Linked DNA regions of Oryctolagus cuniculus: region 1 is linked to region 2. Evidence: chromatin contacts called from public Micro-C data. All regions are on one chromosome and are shown on one strand. Each heading gives the region's core, a stretch centred on a gene start, on an enhancer-like site or on the middle of the called end of the contact. The rest is flanking DNA. Distances are from core to core; before and after follow the strand shown. Region 1 has its middle 59 kb from the start of INSIG1. Region 2 holds the start of INSIG1 (insulin induced gene 1).

Region 1 (3,174 bases), core at 490-2,989, 58 kb before region 2:
AGTCAGAGAGAGAGAAAAATAATCTTCCATCAGTGGTTCATTCCCTAAATGGCTGCAATGGCTGGAGCTAGGCCAATCGGAAGCCAGGAGCCAGGAGCTTCTTCTGGGTCTCCCATGTGGGTGCAGGGGTCCAAGGACTTATGCCATCTTCTACTGCTATCCCAGGCCATAGCAGAGAGCTGGATCAGAAGAGGAGCAGCCGGGACTCGAACTGGTGCCCATATGGGATGCCAGCACTGCAGGAGGCGGCTTTACCTACTACGCCACGGTGCCGGCCCCGGGCATGAGATTTACAAAAAGTGGAGGAGGAACAGGCACTCCAAGCAGAAGGCAAATGGCAAGCTGAGGCAGGAAAACTGGAAAGAATGCTGCCTGGTCTAAGAAGACATCCACGAGGTTAGCACGATGAGAGGGGAGGGCAGCGAGATGAGAATGAGAGCCGGACAGACCGAGGCCAGACTGCGAGAGTGTCCATGCCACCCTCGAGGGCGTCACCGTGTGTCAACGGGAACACAGGGCATCGAAGCCTGGTATCGCCTCTCAGTTCACACAAGGCAATGGTGGACCCCTCCCCCTCTTCCTCAGGGGTGCCTGCTGATGTGTTGACTCTGGGAGCACCTGAGGAGGAGCGTACACAGGCACACGCACCCCAGAAGCTTTGATGATTGAAAAGCACTCGCGAGACGCTGTGAGCAAACACACACGTGCTCTCTGCGGGCTCGGGGGCTGCCGAGGGCCAGGCTCCGGGCTCAGGGCCTCCACTTCCAACCTCAGCTCCCAGGCAATGATGTCGGCTCCGTTTCTCACCCCCACCATGCTGCGGGTTCCCCTCTGAGAAGTGGGGCCGCAACAGTCTACGCTGCAGAGACGGGGGGAACAGAAGGTCCTGCAAAGCTCTTAGCATGGTGCCTGGAACACAGGATTCAGCTCATTTGGGCTCTTATTCTGCCACCCTGTGGAATCACTTGTTTTCTGGCCAGTAAGCTAATTTGGGAAACACTTTTTTTTCTTTCATCTTAAAAATATTATTTTATTTGTTTGTTTAAAGAGTTACAGAGAGAGGAAGAGACAGAGAGAGAAAGGTCTTCCATCCACCAGTTCACTCCCCAAATGGCTTTAACAGCTGGAGCTGGGCCAGGCCAAAGCCAGGAGCCAGGAGCTTCTTCCGAGTCTCCCACGTGGGTATAGGGGCCCAAGGACTATGGGCCACCATCTACTGCTTTCCGAGACCACAGCAGAGAGCTGGATCAGAAGTGGAGCAGCCGGGACTCAAACCGGCACCCACACATGATGCCGGTACTACAGGCAGCAGCTTACTTGCTATGCCGCAACACCAGCCCCTGAATAAATCTTTATTTAAAAAAAAAAATCACTACGTACTTCGATGGGTCTAACATTTAGATTCTGAACAGAAATGGAACAGAGGGCCAGCGCCCTCAGGAAAGCTGACAGTCACTGTGCACCTGTCCCCAGGTCAGGGACACGCAGGTGCACAGCGCCCCTCGAGGAGTGCATGAAGAACATCAGTAACCCAGGTGCTGCTGGGCGGAGGGCTCAGGGTGGCCACGTGTCACCAGGATGGGGAACCTCTGCCTTCCTGTTCTGGGGTATGATCATTGTGAGCTGCTTTTTTTTTTTTTTTTTTTTTGCAGAACCAGAACAATCAACTGAAAGGTAAGAAAACACTCCAGGCACTGGCAGCCTGCCAAGCTCAGCCAAGCAGCCAGCCCCAGCCTGACTCACCTGGGGCTGGCGCTGTAAAGAGGAGGCCGAGGTGGAACGTGATGTGTGGTTCTCATACCTGGAGGGGCTGCACATGGCTTTTGAGGCTTCGCAAAGAACAAGGGCCCATCACCAAGGCGAAGGTCTATTAGCTACTCTTAGTCACACTGTGCCAATTCAAGTTATCTCAAGAATCTTAACGAGAAGCAGATAGAAACAGCTCAAGTGCCTGTGGGGGCAGGGGGAGGAATAAATAAATAAAATATCCTGCTCTTCCAAATCAGGGCTCCGAAAAGCAAAACACAGACACAGGCGCTCTTACAAATGCCAAGTGTTTCTCCCCTACCAGGAATTCCATTAACCACAGCCAAGTGCCCTGGAGTCTCCGAGGCCCCAGCCCTTGCCAGCCTCCTTCTCAGTCCCCAGGCTTTTCTCTACCCCCGTTCTCTCCTGCAATGCAACATGGACATTGGAGAATCTCTTCCCGAAACTTTGCATCTCTGCCGGCCCAGGAGCCCTCCGCAACAAGGAGTCTGTGTCTTGTCATCACCCCCACTTACCACCCTGGGCCCAGGAAATGCCGCTTGACAAGAGGGTGAGAAGATGGGGCTACACAGACACCACACTCACCTGCAGCAGTAGCGAGTGACAGTCTCAAGGAACCCCAAGCCCATTCCTTGTCACATTCAATCCCTGCAGCGAGAGGTCCTGCACCACCCAGGGTGCCCACAGGAAGCTCAGCCCGAGCCTGGCCTCCCCCAGGCACCCATCATTAGCTCCCAACCACAGTCACCTCATCCCACGTCTTTAGGCCTTACCATGTGCCCAGGGGCCTGAGAGACTCTCATAAAGCAGCAGGAGATGCTGGTGCTGTGGTGCAGTGGGTTAATGCCCAGGCCTGAAGCACTGGCATCCCATATGGGCACTGGTTCGAGACCCGGCTGTTCCAGTTCTGATCCAGCTCTCTGCTGTGGCCTGGGAAAGCAGTAGAAGATGGCCCAAGTCCTTGGGCCCCTGCACCTATGTGGGAGACCTGGAAGAAGCTCCTGGTTCCTGGCTTTGGATCAGCCCAGCTCTGGCCATTGCAACCAGTTGGGGAGTGAACCAGCAGATGAAAGACCTCTCTCTCTCTCTCTCTCTCTCTACTCTCTCTGTGTAACTCTGACTTTCAAATAAATAGATCTTTAAAAAAATTAAAAAGGTAGCAGGAGAGAGCCCTGGCCTGCTCCCCGGTCCTGGTGTAGGATCCCACAGTTTCAGGACAGCAGATTCTGGATACCCGTCCCAGATGCCCCCATCTATGCTGTACACCTGTGCTGGCCCCTCTTACCTGCCAGGTGTTCTCTATGCACCAGGCCCTCATGGGACAAAGGTCAGAGAGGAAGGACCCTGCCTCCAGGCACCTTCTCACCTAGTAGGAAGCCAGCCCAGAAAAGAGACCAACACTGGGAG
Region 2 (3,349 bases), core at 393-2,892:
GAAGAGGCTCCTGGCTCCTGATCAGATGTTGTGGCTACTGGGGGAGAGAACCAGGGGATGGAAGACCTCTCTCTCTGTCTCTCCGTCTCTCTATAACTCTGCCTCTCAAATAAATCAATCTTAAAATAAATAAAAATAAAAACACATCAAGGAACAGCCGTTTGACATAGCAGTTATGATGTTGCTTGGAACACCAGCATTCTGCCTCTTGAGTTTCTGGGTTCTAGTCCCAGCTCCACTTCTCACCCAGATGCCTGCTGCTGGCTATCCTGGGAGGCAGCAGGTGAGGTTCAAGCACCTGGGTCCCTGCCACCCAGGTAGGAGACCCAGACAGAGTGCTGGGCTCAGCTTTTTGGCCTGGCCCAGCCCCAGCGGGTGCAGCCATTAGGGGAGTGAACCAGTGGATGGAAGATCTCTTCCTCCTGGTCAAACTTTCAAACAAACTAAACTTTTTAAGTCAAATTCAGGTGAATTTCCCCCTTTCCCTAATGGACTCTGAAAAATACTGATACCTTAGGAGGATATCTCTCTCTTTTTTTTTTTTTTTTTTTTTTTTTACAAGCATCTGGCCTAACAGCCACAAACTTTAACGCCGAGGATGCTACACAGCGACATCTCATGTTGACTCAGTAACTTCACAGTGACTCCCTGGGGTCTCTGGGCCAAGCTGCTACTTAGGGCACAAACTTCCCCAGCACCTCCGCCCATCTGCAGACAACACAGAAGCCCGGGCGCTCTTCCTCTGTTGCTGTTCAAGAACATTTTTAAGGAGCCTGGCCCTTGCGCAACAGCAAGTGGGTTTTCAGCGGGCACCCGGCCTGTCCTGCAGGGTGGCGTGACTTGTCAGCAAACGGGACGTGCAGAAATCACGTCCACGAGATAACACGATCTGTTGTTTTTTTTTTTCCCGCGAGTGCTCTGTTTCGTGTTTGTGCTGGCTTGCTTTCCAAAGGTCAGCAAAGACCACCGGAAACTAGAGGGAGTGGTCACTGGCATTTTCATAAAAAGCTTTGTTGCCACACACACGCGCTCTGGAGGGTGGGAACCAGGAGCCCGCGTAAGGGAACCCCGAACACAACCCAGAGCTCGCAGGTGCGGGGACCCCGAGGGACCCCTCCCCCCCGCCCGGGGGAGCGACGGAAGGGAAGCCCCCCGCGGCCCACGGGGCGGGTCGCGGGATGCGCACCCACACCTGCCGCCTTCACCCGGGCGGGTTCTGCGCGGAGCCGCCGCCCACCCCGTCATGACGCTCCCTGGCCGCGGCGTCAGACCAGGGTCCAGAGGCGGCACGGGCTGAGCCGGGGCCCTGCACGTCCGCCCTGCCTCTGCGCCTCCGTACAGGCCGTGATCTCCACCCACCCCGCCCCTCCCCAGCCCCTCAGTCAGCGAAGCCGCCCTACCCGCTGCCCGCCTTCCACCCGCCGGGAGTCCGGGCCGCGCGCTTCCTCCTGACAGCGCGTGCCCGGCGCGGGCCCGCGGTGGCGTGTGCTCGCGTCATATGGGCCGCCCATCTCCCATTGGCTGCGGCCGCCTCACCAGACCCAGTGCGGACGGGCACGCGGCAGGGGCGGGGCGAGCGGAGGCCACGCCCCCGCGCGGCGCGCGCGGGCGGCGGGTAGGCCTGGCCGAGTCACGTGACGCGGGGCCTCGGCCTGCCATATAAGCCCGCGCGCCCTCGCGGCGCTGTGGCCACACTTGGGGCCGTCCCGGGCCGCGACTCCTCCTCCGTCCCCGCCCCGCCCCTGCTCGGTCAGCCCGCTGGCGGGCGCCCCTCGGCCAGGTAAGCTGCAGGTTGCGAGGGCCGGCGGCGTAGGTGGCAGGAGGCGGGAGATGGCGCGCGCGGCGCCGGGCTTGGCGTCCTAGGCGGCCGGCTGACTGACGCGTGGACCCCGTCTCTGAGGCGGTCGGTTGGCTCGCTCTTACCGCGGGGGGGACCCGGGGCAGGCGCCCGGTCCTCGGCCGGACGCGGAGGGTCTGGACACGGCGGGGCGGCGCCTGCCGGTGTGCACGGCGCTGGGCGGGCGGGACGTTTATACCCGCGCGCTGTGTGTGTGTGTGTGTGGTGTGTGTGTGTGTGTGTGGTGGGGGGGCAGCTGGTCCCGGCGCCGCGGCGGGCATCGGAGAGCCGCGGTCCCGGGACTGGCGATGAAGGGCAGCGACCCACAGGGGCCCTCCCCCCAGCACCCTGCTCTTGGAATTGAACTTGATCACGACTTCGCCTCCTCTTTGCCCTCCGTCTTCCAGGAAGCCCCTCTTCGGACGCCGCTGGTGACTGATGCCCAGACTGCACGACCACTTCTGGAGCTGCTCCTATCCCCACCGTGCGAGGCACCAGAGCCCCCTCAGAGCCCGCGCCGCAGGGCTGGCGGCCGGAGTGGGAGACATGATCAGCTCCGCCGCTGTGCCCGGTCCCTCCCTGCTGGTGGCCCACAGTGGCCCGGACACTGACCCCTCTCCCCGGGATCGGAGCGTTGCGAGCAGTGGCCACCGTGGCAGTGGCAGCCACACCAACAGCTGGCATCATCACTTGGTGCAGAGGAGCCTCGTGCTCTTCTTGGTGGGGGTCGTCCTGGCCCTGGTGCTCAACCTGCTACAGATCCAGAGAAATGTCACCCTCTTCCCCGAGGAGGTGATTGCCACCATCTTCTCCTCTGCCTGGTGGGTCCCTCCCTGTTGTGGGACAGCAGCTGGTGAGTACCCATCCTTGTTATCAGAAAAAATTTAAAAAAAAAAAAAGGGCATCTATTTGGTTAAAAACATGTTTGGGGCCTGCAACAAGCATTTGTTTGGAAATGAGAGCATGCAGAGATGAAAACTGCCATCTCCAATCTCTGTATTTAGAGAAAGAACTAGAGAGGATGTGGGGCACCCAGTGCTAGTCTAAGTCACCCCTCGTTTCAAGTTTGGGGAAGCCCAGTGATGGAGATGAGGTGGAGAGATCATTGGCTGCTTAAGCAAATACTGGGCCAAGTTGACTGAGGTCCCTTCCCTCCAGTGTCCCGGCTGACCGGGGACAGCCTCCAGTATAGCCCACAGCTGTCACCCAGAGCAGGCTGCCCCACGATTGGCCGCCTGCAGAACTGGTGAGCCGCAGCCCTGAGTGGCGATTGGTCGCCCCTGCGAACATGCTACCCTGCTGGATAACTGAAAACAAATCGGTCACATGTGTTCGAGAGGCGGTTGCCAAGGGAGCAACTTCTCAGCACTTCCTTCTGCCGGATCGCCAAGTGCACTGTGGCGCCAAGCCAAGCCTTTTTCCCCCTTGGAACTGTTACAGTGCCATAGATTGGGTACGGGAGGAAGAGCTGTCCCCTTCCTGCTCCTGACAGTTTTAGCGTACCTCGCCCAT

The links. Hi-C and Micro-C count contacts between places; a contact is called where the count stands out from the background.
Region 1: a Micro-C map of ear pinna shows a contact between it and region 2, with 2.3 times the contacts expected there. The contact joins the enhancer-like site here to the promoter of INSIG1 in region 2. A contact is called at or near these places in 3 of 6 Hi-C or Micro-C datasets (ear pinna, liver and an unstated tissue).

The regions. Positions count from the first base shown.
Region 1 is chr7:13,162,801-13,165,974 of mOryCun1.1, reverse strand. No RefSeq gene overlaps it. Among named protein-coding and RNA genes, the nearest start is that of INSIG1, 59 kb to the right of the region's middle. Within about 2 kb of position 1,739, at least 3 of the 8 cell types and tissues checked have an H3K27ac peak or open chromatin away from gene starts, as enhancers often do. A contact at or near this core is called in ear pinna, where this site is marked.
Region 2 is chr7:13,104,125-13,107,473 of mOryCun1.1, reverse strand. It overlaps INSIG1 (insulin induced gene 1), which reads left to right and starts at 1,642. Exons shown (of 6, transcript XM_051858282.2): 1 at 1,642-1,780; 2 at 2,245-2,690. The coding sequence starts at 2,276.